2 separate regions of the Mus musculus genome follow, and region 1 is linked to region 2. A link is a contact called in public promoter capture Hi-C data. All regions are on one chromosome and are shown on one strand. Each heading gives the region's core, a stretch centred on a gene start, on an enhancer-like site or on the middle of the called end of the contact. The rest is flanking DNA. Distances are from core to core; before and after follow the strand shown. Region 1 holds the start of Gssos2 (a long non-coding RNA gene). Region 2 holds the start of Ggt7 (gamma-glutamyltransferase 7).

Region 1 (5,527 bases), core at 1,435-3,934, 53 kb before region 2:
TATACCATGGAGGAAAGGCAAAAAATCCCGGCTTTCATGGAATTAAAAAAGAAAGAAGGAAGGAAGGAAGGAAGGAAGGGAGGGAGGGAGGGAGGGAGGGAGGGAAGAAGGAAGGAAGGAAAGAAGGAAGGACGGGCTGGAGAGAGGCTCAGCAGTTAAGAATACTTACTGCTCTTATATAGGGGACCCAGTTTTGGTCCCAACCCACATGGCAGTTTACAACCATCTGTAACTCTAGTTCTAGGGGATCCAGTGCCCTCCTCTGGCCTCCACAGGTGTCAGGCACACACATAGTACACATACATGCATGCAGAATAACACTCACACACGTACGATAACAATAAGTCTTTAAAAAAAATACTTAGCAAAAGAAGCAAGGAAATACCCTGTGTGGTGAGCTGAGAGTCACAACTTGGACAGCTTCCCAGCCCCTCCTGGGTCTCAGCATCTGAAGACAGGAGCTATGCTTGAAAATGAAGGGGCCCCTATGAGATTTATAGTCCACTTAGGGTTCTTTGTGGTTGAGCTCTATAGGGACAGCCCTACTGAAGGACAGCTCTAGGGAAAGCCCTTTTGTCCAGAGACGTGGTTAGTGCTGGAAACCTGCTAATTAGGGAAGAGGGAAATTGTCTGTTGGGAAAATGGATCCAAGTTTCCGGACAGGGAGGCAGAGAAACAGTTTAAAATACACTCATAGAGGGGAGGATGAGCTAATGAAGGGAAGGAAGTGATACAGAGAGCAGCTTGCCTGCACTGGACCATGGACATAAGCTACAGGCTTTGTGATTTGTTAGATGACTCTTCTTGTGTCTGAGTTTTGATTTTTCTGCTTCTACAAGACATCTTTCTAGTCTTGTGTTCTGGGCCTCTGACTGCCCAGTCAGCAGTTAGCTGACTGAGATTGATTTTGTTGACCATCAGGTTAAGCTATTCCAGTGGACAGCACTGGGTGGAGGCAGGGCTTGTGGATTAGGCCTGAACCTTGAGCCAGCTGTGGACAGGTGTCCCTGATCATGACAAGCACAACTTTCTCCCGAGTGCCTGAGATTGGGGACCTCTGACATTTCCCTGTCTCTTGTATTATTCTAAGCTCCTACAACAATAAGACTATTCAACCTGTGATTAGCCACCTGCAGACCTTTGTTCCTATGATCCTGTCTGACACAGGGCCCATTCTCCAGTGAGTTCCACCCGTCAGACTGCCTATTGTCAGGATAGTAATCAAATTTCACTTCACTGAGCAACAATAACTGATACTGAGTACCTAGGAAGGGTCAGACCGGAAACTGCATTACTGTGGGGAGATAACCAAAAGCAAGGCAAAATCTTGTGTGGTTCTTATGGTGAATAAACAGCCTGGTCAGGGAGATAAACATCAGAAAGAAAAAATAGAAACATTATTTATAATTTTTTGAGTTTTGGTTTTGTTATGTTTGAGACAGACTCTTATTCTATAGCCCCAGCATGCTGGAACTCATTATTTTAACTCTGACTTGCTTTGTACTCTAGACCCTACGGCCTCAGCCATCTGAGTGTTAGCATTACAAATATGGAATACTCAGCCTGGGGGAAACATGCCTAGTTGAGAGGTAATTGGCTTTGACTGAAAGACCAGGAAGAAAAGATAGAGAATTATGGAGAAACGCACACTGTCAGGGGAAAGACGACGGAACCAAGACTTGAGGATGAGAAGGCTGTAGCTATCCATGGGAAATTTTAAAAGGCAGAGAATTTCAGGCAGGGAAATCAGTAAATAAAAGACCAGTGAGAAGGAATGAAATGCAGTAGTTATAGTCTTGTATGGCTAGAATGTGGGAGTCAGGAGTTAGGAGGAGTAGCTGGAATCAGTGGCATGAGGTGATGAAAAACTGGGGAACCTTACAGGGTCTTACAGGAAGGAGTGGACTTTACTTGATAAAAGGCTAAAGAGTATATGGCTGACTAGATTTTTACCTGTTGGATTTTCTCTGGAGCACAGTGTATAAAGCTCAGCTTATAATCATACCCTTCAGACCTCATCCAGCCGGGAGTGGTGGCACATGCTTACAATCCCAGCCTGCAGGAGGCCGAGGCAGCAGGACAGCCTGGGTTCCATAACCAGATCCTGTTAAGAAATGACAAATCTTCTAGTATTCTGAAGGCTGAGGCAGGAGGACAGCCTAGGCTATCTTGGGAGTTACAGGCCAGCCCGGCTACCAAGTGAGACTTGGTCTCAAAAGAGAGGGTGGTTGGAGGAGAGAGGGAGGGAGGGAAAGAGAGGTGGGGGGGGGGAGGAGAAGGGGAGGGAAGAGGAGAGGCAAGGGGAGCTCACCGTTTTCCTTACAAAATGTCTTTTCTGCTGGATGTGGTGGTCCCAGCACTCAGGAGACAGCTGTAGATGGATCTCTGTGACTTTGAGGCCAGCCTGGTATATATAGCAAGTTTCAGGCCAACAGAGCTACATAGTGAGACCCTGTTCCTCCTCCCAAAAAACATTTCCTTGCAGTAATTTGCCATGTCACTATGAACTAGCATTAGTTGGCTAGACCACAAACTCCTGAAAGGCTAGCATCTTGCAGACCGAGAGGTCATATCTGCCTCACAAGGATGTTGTAATGATAATCAGCTTGAGGATTAAAAGGCACAGTGTCTGGCACCTACTCATAAAGGCTCTGTGGTCTTATTGCATCTGCAGAACTGGGAAGCACGCCTGATGCTAGAGAGATCTCGTGCTGCCAAGTGTCCAGACATTGCCATACAGCTGGCTGGGACTAAGAAGGTGCAGCAGGAACTGAGCAGGGTGGGTCTGCTGGAAGCGCTGCTCCCGGGCCAGCCTGAGGCTGTGGCCCGCCTCCGAGCCACCTTTGCTGGCCTCTATTCACTGGACATGGTATGTAGCATTTTTCCTACCACACAACAGAGACGGCAAATGTGCTGGTGAGGGTGTATCACAGCTGGCACTGTGGCTGGCATATGGCTCACATCCTTGCTGCTCTGGAGGACCCCTAAGCCTTGCGAGCAGGTGTCTTAGTTAGGGTTTCCATTGCTGTGAACAGACACCATGGCCAAGGCATGTCCTCTTATAAAGGACAACATTTAATTGGGGCTGGCTTAGAGGTTCCATCCATTATCATCAAGGTAAGAGCATGCAGCTTCCAGGCAGGCATGATGTTGGAGAACGAGCTGAAAGTTCTACATCTTGATTCAATGCAGCCAGGAGAAAGAAGACTGGCTCGTGGACAGCTAAGAGGAGGGTCTCAAAGCCCACCCCCACAGTGACACACTTTGTCCAACAGGGCCACGCCTACTCCAACAAGGCCACACCTCCTAGTCATGACATTCCCTGGGCCAAGCATATTCAAACCACCACAGCAGGAGCTAAAACTTGGGGGGCTAAAAATCCATTTCAACTCCCTCAGCAATGGTGATGATAAGGATGAAAACCAAAGGAAATGACTGGAGAGTAGAGAGAATTAGGGTATATCTGTAGCCACTTTCCAGGCCTTTGCTGTAGTACTGAAAGCCTGTTTGGTATTTAGTGCTGCAAGGGAGTTAAGGGTCACATCTGGATTGAAGTGTCTAGCCTAAAGGAATTTATGGTGTTTTCCCTTCTGTTCCCCCCACCCCTGGAAGTCACTCTGCATGACCAGCAGGACCTATAGACTGAATTCTAGTGCCTACTTTCTGCCTCCTATCAGGGTGAAGAAGGGGACCAGGCCATTGCTGAGGCCCTTGCTGCTCCTAGCCACTTTGTGCTGAAGCCCCAGAGAGAGGGTGGAGGTAGGTGGATCTCCTTTGTAGAGCTGCTCAAAGGCTAGAGGTTGTTGTCAGTGCTAGTTTTGAGGTACCCGTGGGTAAATTATAGGGAAATGAAATAGGTACATACTGGGAAGTCTAAGAGAATACTTGGTTGTATTCCTGTTTACTGTCCCCCCCCCCTTGGGGGCCGGGACCATGTCTACCTAATAGACTTGACTTTCCACTTGGGTCTTGGGACTAGTAGGATCCTTCTAGGTAGAAAATGGGGAAGAGCATTCTAAACCAAAGAAAGACCACTCAAGTAAAAGCATTGGGCCATAAAAACATGAACTGGACTCTTGAGAGGTTAATGAGAAGCTGGTGAGGCTAGAATTGGAGATGGCAGGAAGATGGGTTGGGAATGACTATCAGGGACCTGATAATAAAGAACACTGAAAATGTTCCAGGAAATCTGGGATTGGGGAGATGGCTCAGTCAGTCAGGAGATTTACTATGCAAGCACTGGATCTTTACCCCCACATAAAAGCCAAGCATGACAGCAAGCATCTGTATCTCGGGGACTGTGGAGTAGAGGGCAGAAAAAGGCAGATAGGCTCCAGGTTCAGTGAGAGACCCTGTTCAAAAGTAAGGTAGAGGGCCATTGAAGAAGATACTTCAGTATTGTCCTCTGCCTCCACTTGCATATGCATGAATGTGTGTGTGCGTGCACATTTATGCACATTCCCCTCCCCCCACAAATATATGTTATAAACTGTGTTTTATCACAAGTGATGTAGTAAGCCATTAAAATTCCAACAGGGCAGGGACACATGAACTATTCAGAATCCAAGTCCGTTTAGTAGCGATGAGCTTCAGCCTTTGTAAGTTTCCTGGCAGGAGAGGAGGTATTTGTGACAGAGACCATGGAAGGAGGCTGATGGAGGTCTTCATTGTCATGAAGACCCATGTAGAGGCCCAGACTAGGGTTAGGACAATATAGAGCATAAATGGCAACACTTCTGAGTTGGTAAGACAGGTAAGCTAACTAGGGTGACATAGGGAGAATGAACTTAACTAGGACTCAGGGATGCTTTTCATCCTATTAGGAGTAGCAAGTTCAGGAGAAGTAAGTTCTAGCAGAACTAGATATCCATGTGGATATACTAAGTTTGCATTAGGGACATGTGGTACATCTTATGATGTCTAGAACAAAGAACATGAGTTAAAAGATTTGGGAGTTAAAGTGTGCAGAATAAATGAAGCCTTAGGGACAGAAAGTAGAGGACAGAGCAAAGGTAGAGAACTCTTAAAGAACCTCAACCTCTCTCTGTGTGTATGTGTGTGTGTGTGTGTGTGTGTGCGCGCGCGCGCACGCGCGCGCGCGCGCATGCCTCTCTCTGTCTGTCTCTCTCTCTATGTATGTATACGCATAGTCACATCTACTGTCTTCCTCTACTGCTCTCCATCATTTTTAAAAACACAGTCTGTCACTGATCTTGGAATTCACCAACTGACTAGACTAGTGGCTAGCCAGTAAGCTCTGGAGATCCACCTATCTCCACCTTCCACTTCCCCAGCACTAAGAGAGAGTGTTATAGACACATCTATCCCACACCCTAGCTTTACATGGGTGATAGGGATCAGAACTCAGGTCTTTGTGTTTGCACAACAAGCCCTTTACAGACTGAGACATCTGCTGAGGCCCAGGGAACACCAACATTTTAAGAAGAGAAGGAACCAGTAATGGTGGCTAGGGAGAAACATCCATAGATGGGGCAGTCCAAGCAGAACAGTGTGGTGACAGGGTGTT
Region 2 (6,099 bases), core at 4-2,503:
GTCACACTGAGCCTGGAGCCAGGGACCAGGAAAGAAAGGAATATTGTGTGTCCACAGCTTCACCAATCCCATCTCCCTACTTGTGGACTGAATAGTAGAAGTTTGGACTTATAACTATCATTCTTGGAGCTAGGAGAGTGGTTCCAGAGATGGGCTTGGCAAGTACAGAAACACATTCTCCTTCTTACCTTCCCCTCTTCTTTCTTTGTTTCTTTCCTCCTCCTCCTCCTCCTCCTCCTCCTCCTCCTCCTCCTCCTCCTCCTCCTCCTCCTCCTCCTCCTCCTCTTCCTCCTCCTCCTCTCCTTTTTTCTTCTTTTGATGCTGTGTGTCAAACCCTCACACAGACAAGCACTCTACCAAGGAGTTACTTCCTAAGTTCTTAGCCGTCTATCCTTCCCATCCCACCGCCCTGCTCTACCACACCATTATTACTTCTTTTACTTTAACTTCAGAACCACATCAAGCATTCTTTAAAATGCCAAAGAATATTAAGGTTCCAAAGGCCATGCTCTGGCCTACTGAATCGCTTTTCCTGGAGTGGAATCTGAGGATTTGCTTCTAAAGATTTTAAAGTTGGGGGTGGGCTTTCAGGAAGGGCCAATCTCCTATGCTGATACATCAGGGCAGTTCCAGAAGGAGTTGGGGTTTAAAAGAGAAATGTGAGCAATCTGGGGGAGGGAGGGCACAGGAAGGAGTGTGAGATCAAAAGAGAGGTTCAAGAGGGGCCTGCAGGTGAAAAAGCAGTCAGGATGAAGTAGGGGTTGGAGATTGAAAAGGAATCTTGGGATGAAATGAAGTCAGAGTCGTAAGTCAAAAAGAACACTGCGGGTATGAAGAGTAAGTAGTCTTAGTGGGGTCGGAAAAGTAGTTTGAGATCAGAAGAGGGGAATCTTGGCGACCACAGAGAAATTTGGAGTCCAGGAAGTGAGTGGTCCGAAGAGGATCTGAAATCAAAGAGAAATTTGCGCTCAAAAGTCAGTCTGTGGTTCTAGAAGCATATGGAATCTGGGCTGGATTCAGACTGGAAGGAGGAAGGGCCAGGGATTGTTTGAGGATCCCAGAGTAGCGTCTTCATCCTGGCAACCTTCCACTGTCCTCTGGGCTCCCATCCTCCTGCACCTGCCTGCAGGCTGCAATCAGTAGACTTTAAGCAGGCGGGGGCGAGTCATACTAGGACACTGCTGACGGTGGGGGCGCCCCCTCCCGGCTGTCCAGGAGCTCAGACCCCGCCCTCCGCCCTCGCACCCCCCTCTTCACTGCCACTTCCGGCAGGCGCTGCGCTGCTGGGGGTTAGGGCGAGGATGGCGGCTGAGAACGAGGCTAGCCAGGAGAGCGCCCTAGGCGCCTACTCACCAGTGGACTATATGAGCATCACCAGCTTCCCGAGGCTGCCGGAGGACGAGCCAGCGCCTGCGGCCCCACTGAGGGGCCGTAAGGACGAGGACGCCTTCTTGGGAGACCCGGATACTGGTGAGGCCCTCTGGCCCCATCCCTGCCCCGCCTTGGGGGGTTGAGGGTGGGGGCTGGTGTCCTGGTCCTCCTCCTCCTGTTCTGAGCATCCATTTCCAATCTCCCATCTCCTTCATTCATCCTCTGCATCCTGGACCTCTCCCCTTCTTCCTCAGCCCTGTTAACTGTCTGGTGGGAAAGGGGGTATTTTTGCCTTGGAGGCGTAGGATGCGACACGGGAGGGGATGCAAGGACTGCAGCAGGAGAGATTATGATTACCTTTTAGGAAGAACCTATTGAGAAAAAAGGGATGCTGGAGGGGAGAGCCTAAAGAACAGCTGTGGTCACCTAGTAAAAGCTTTTCTCTAGCCACAGAGGACAGGATAGAAAAGCCAAGTAGGAGACTGCAGCAGGCGGGATGGAGTCTAGATCTTCAGGAGAACTTCACCATAGCCAGGGATTATGGGAAGCAGAGTGTCCCGAGAAGAGCTGAGAATCTATCTCTTCATGTCCAGAGAGGGGTAAAGAAAATGTGATTCCTCTCTGTCTGGGGATTCTGGGTATTGGGAGACAAGGGGATGGACGGCATGACCTCTCAAAGTCCTTGGGGACTACAGTGCCTTTGCTGTTCTGTGGATTACCCTACCCCTTCCAGAGATGGGGATCTGGCCCGGATGTTAGTCAGGTCGGTAGGAGCTTCTGGTCAGCAACAAGATCTGTGTTCTCCACCCTCTGCTGAAACTGAAGGAGATGGAGTTTGGGAAGGAAGCTGGGCTTGAGAGAGGGAGCTGGGGACCAAGAGATCCGTTGGTATTCCTCCCCTATTGCTATCTCTCCTGCCCATGTGGTCCAGCTCTGTGCTCCCCACCATTCTTTATCCAGCATCCCTCTGCCCTCTTTCCTTCAACGTCACTTCCTGGCACCAGAGCATTCTTCTGCTCCCTGACTTCCTCCTGGTGGTGCCTGCACTTGAGCTATATCCCTGTCTATACCGGAGGATGCTGCTCCGGCCCTTTCTAGCCTGGCTCTTCCATTGTCACTCCCAGCCTGGCGACTGAAATCCTCTCCTCTGCTTCCTGACCACCAGAACCCACCAGCCTGACTGGATCTCACTTTACCTGTGATGGGATTAAGAATGGGCTGTGTAGACTTTGGGACCTCAAATGTCAGAGCTGCCTGTCAAAACTAATTTTCTTGGGGGGGGGGCGCAGGGTAGCCTTGGCGGTACAAGAGTGGATGTGGGAAAGGATGTCCTGGTGGAACCTTCTGGTCATCTATTGACACCAGCCACCTGGTCAATTTGGGTTTTCTATTCAGAGATTAAGAGCAGTACAGCCGTGACTTACTACAGTTTAGTGGGTGTGCCTACCCTGTACTGGGCTTTCCTTTTCTCCTCCACCTCTATAAAGCATATCCAGATAACAAAGCAGGACCTTTGATCTGTCTTCTTCTGGCCCCCGTTAAAGGTCACTGCTTTATTAAAAAGCCTGTGGTTATTTATTTGGGCTTACTGTTGTCTATGAGGCCTCGAAAAGCAGGGAGTGTGGCTTTTTCATCCACTATTCTTTCTCCAGAATTCAGCACAGTGTTGGGCACTCAGTAAATGATTATTGAATGAATAGATGAAAGGGAGAAGCTGGCAAGATGAAGTGCTGATAGGGGATGGAATTCCCAAACCTCAGGAATGCCTTGGGGGAGTTCCGTGTAGGCATCATACTGGTGTGGGTGGAAATTCAACAGAGAGGGGATGGAGGTATAACTCGGTAGAACACTTGCCTAGAAATTCAGCATAGAGACTGGTTACCCAAGCTCCCGGGAACTTAAACTTGACCGCAAGGGTGGACACCAAGGTTCTCAGGACTTGCCTGAGATCATTACAGTATGAGCATTTTGGTGCCATGTCACCTAGGCCTGTTTCCAAGTCCCAAGACTCTTTTGGTCCAGCTAGAACAGCTTGTAGGCTGTCATGACCTTCTCTGTTCTCAGCCTAGTAGTGCCACCTAGTGGCACTGCCCTGTCTTCTTAGCCAGGACCTTGGTTGGGATTGGGTAGCCTGGGTAATAAAGGGTCCATTATGGAATAGTTGATACCCATGCACCCCACAGCAGGCCCCGGAGAAAAGAGAGTGAGTCCGTGACTGCTCCAAAGTTAGGAAATGCTTCCTTTTGTCCTCACGGAAGCCACACGAGCCTTCCTCTCCCAGGCTCTAGGTTCCAGGTATCTTGTAGATAACCAACCTTCAACATTCTATGCAAGTCAGCATGTCTTCCCCACACAATTCCTTTTTGTCCAGCGCCATTCTCGGTGAGGGGCACCACCCTTCGGAGTCCAAAGTAGATGCCCAGAAGCCACCTTTGAGTCTTTCCCTCTGTTCTTCTCACTTTTAAAATGTGACCTGGTTTTCTATACCCTCCCTCCTAAGAGTCTCCTAAATTCCATCTGACCACCATGTCATCACCTGTCACACCTGTGTGACTCCTAAGTCACTCAGCTGGTGGTGTCCTGCCACCGCCCTCTCACCTCAAGTTCATGCACCACCCTGCTCTTCCGGTCATGTCACCCCAAGTTCAGAAATTTCCCCTTTAAGGGAGTTCAAGTCTAGACTAGGATGTGTTGTAACCTGTTTTTGAAAAACATGTAAGAGAAAGAAAATGAGATACTTTGACCGGTTACCTTGAGACAGCAGTGCCTTGTGTCTCACTAATTCAGGATAATCAAAACTAAACCCACCTTTCTCTGAAAGCATACGGGGCTTTTGTTTGTTTTGAGACTGAGATCTCACTCTGTAGCTCAGGCTGGCCTGGAACTCACTATACAGCCAAGGCTGGCCTGGAACTCACTACTGCAACCCACTCTGGCTTCAGACTTGTTGTAGCCTTGATACTTCAGCCTCCTGAGCACTGGGATTCTAAGTTCCAGCCACAAGCCTGTCTCTAATAAACTTTTTTCTTCTGCCCCCAAACCAATCTTTCCCCCAGTACCTTGCTCTTATCAGTGGGATTATTGCCCTACTATGTAGGCAGGGCACGTGATATATACCTCCCTCTCCCCATTTTTGATATTTTTATTTTATATTTTTTAGACAAGGCCTCACTTATCTCAGGCAAGCTTTGATCACTGATCCTTCTGCCTCTACTTCCCAAGTGCAGGGGTCACAGGTGTGAGCCACTACACTCACCCCGCTCACTGGATTGGTTCGGGGGATTGGAAATAGCTGCCAATGCCACGTGAATCAATAGAAAGGAGGCCATCAAGTGACACAGAAAGGTGACGTCAAGGCCCCCGTTCTCCCATGTATTCTTGTTATGGCAGACAGGCAGGACCACTTTGCCTTCAGTTTCTTCATCTGTAAAGTGAGGAAAGTGGAGCCTAGCTCATGAAGTCATGAAAACACTTCGTTGAGGAAATACATGTGAAATACCTAGGGTACCATCAGCCTCAGTAAATACAAGGTCTCTCTGGGGAGGTGGTGCCCTGGGTAAAGCCCCTGCTGTCCAAGTGTGTGTGCCTTAGTTCAAATCTCCAGAACCCATCTAAGAAGCTAGGCATGACAGTGCTTCTACAGTGAGAAGGGAGATGGAGATAGGGACTCAGCAGCACATGGGCCAGCTAGCCTGGTGCACACAGCTGCAAGCAAGAGACTCTGTCTCAAGCAAGTCTCATGTTCAAATTGCTAGTGATGTTGAGGCTTAGAGACAAAAATGATTATCCGAGGACAGCATAGTTATCTAAGGATAACAAACTTTTTGAAAAGTATTGTGGTATTTTATGTACATGGGTGTTTTGCCTGCATGTCACTGCAACCATACATGCAGTGCCCAAGGAGGTTAGAAGAGGGCATTGGATTCCCTGGAATGGGAGTTACAGACCTTTGTGAGTCTCCATGTGGGTGCTGGAAACCAAACCCAGGCCTTCCAGAAGATCAGGCAGTACTCTGCTTAACCCTGGGCCACCTCTCCAGTCAGCTTGACAAGCTGCATTTAAAAAAATAAAAAATTAAAAACAGGACATCAGGTACACATATAAGGTACAGATATATATGCAGCCAAAACAGGTATACATATAAAATTACAGTAAGAAATGTAAAAGTCAAAAGAATTAAAAAACAAAGTACATATTATTTGCCTAATGTAAAAACAAAATAAAATATTGAAGGAAGTAAAAGTCCCCTTCTCTTATTTTTTTTCCCCAAGGCAGGGTTTCTCTGTGTAGTCCTGGCTGTCCAGGAACTCACTCTGTAGACCAGGCTGGCATTGAACTCAAGAGATCTGCCTGCCTCTGCCTCCGGAGTGCTGGGATGAAAGGTGTGCATCACCACATCCAGCCATCCTCCAATTCTTATTTCTGGGTAGTTTTTACTTTGTTTATTTGTTTGTTTGTTTTTCGAGACAGGGTTTCTCTATATAGCCCTGGCTGTCCTGGAACTCACTTTGTAGACCAGGCTGGCCTCGAACTCAGAAATCCTCCTGTCTCTGCCTCCCAAGTGCTGGGATTAAAGGCGTGTGCCACTACCGCCCAGCATTTAGTTTTTACTTTTTATTTCAAAGTATATATGTTATAATTTTAAAGAAGTATAAAAGCGCAGTTGGAGCCCACATTTAGAAAGAAAAAAAAAAAGCTGGGGGTGGGTCCAGCAATGATATGAAGCTT

The links. Capture Hi-C pulls out chosen DNA fragments and counts their contacts.
Region 1: a contact with region 2 is called in a promoter capture Hi-C map of pancreatic islet. The contact joins the promoter of Gssos2 here to the promoter of Ggt7 in region 2. A contact is called at or near these places in 26 of 39 promoter capture datasets (the 3T3-L1 cell line, 3T3-L1-derived adipocytes, the C10 cell line and 15 more), 5 of 15 datasets of contacts at CTCF or cohesin (CD8 T cells, the G1E-ER4 cell line, the NIH/3T3 cell line and 1 more), 66 of 484 Hi-C or Micro-C datasets (8-cell embryo, the AML12 cell line, the BV-2 cell line and 31 more), 31 of 115 datasets of contacts at active chromatin or transcription factors (the 230-238 cell line, CD8 T cells, the HPC-7 cell line and 20 more) and 5 of 9 other capture datasets (adipose tissue, embryonic stem cells, liver and 2 more).

Annotation. Positions count from the first base shown.
Region 1 is chr2:155,565,035-155,570,561 of GRCm38.p6, reverse strand. It overlaps Gssos2 (a long non-coding RNA gene), which reads right to left and starts at 2,684. Exons shown (of 5, transcript XR_001783522.2): 1 at 1,954-2,684; 2 at 1-466. It overlaps Gss (glutathione synthetase), which reads left to right. Exons shown (of 13, transcript NM_008180.2): 10 at 2,675-2,869; 11 at 3,678-3,759.
Region 2 is chr2:155,510,000-155,516,098 of GRCm38.p6, reverse strand. Ggt7 (gamma-glutamyltransferase 7) reads left to right here and starts at 1,253. Exons shown (of 15, transcript NM_144786.2): 1 at 1,253-1,470. The coding sequence starts at 1,302.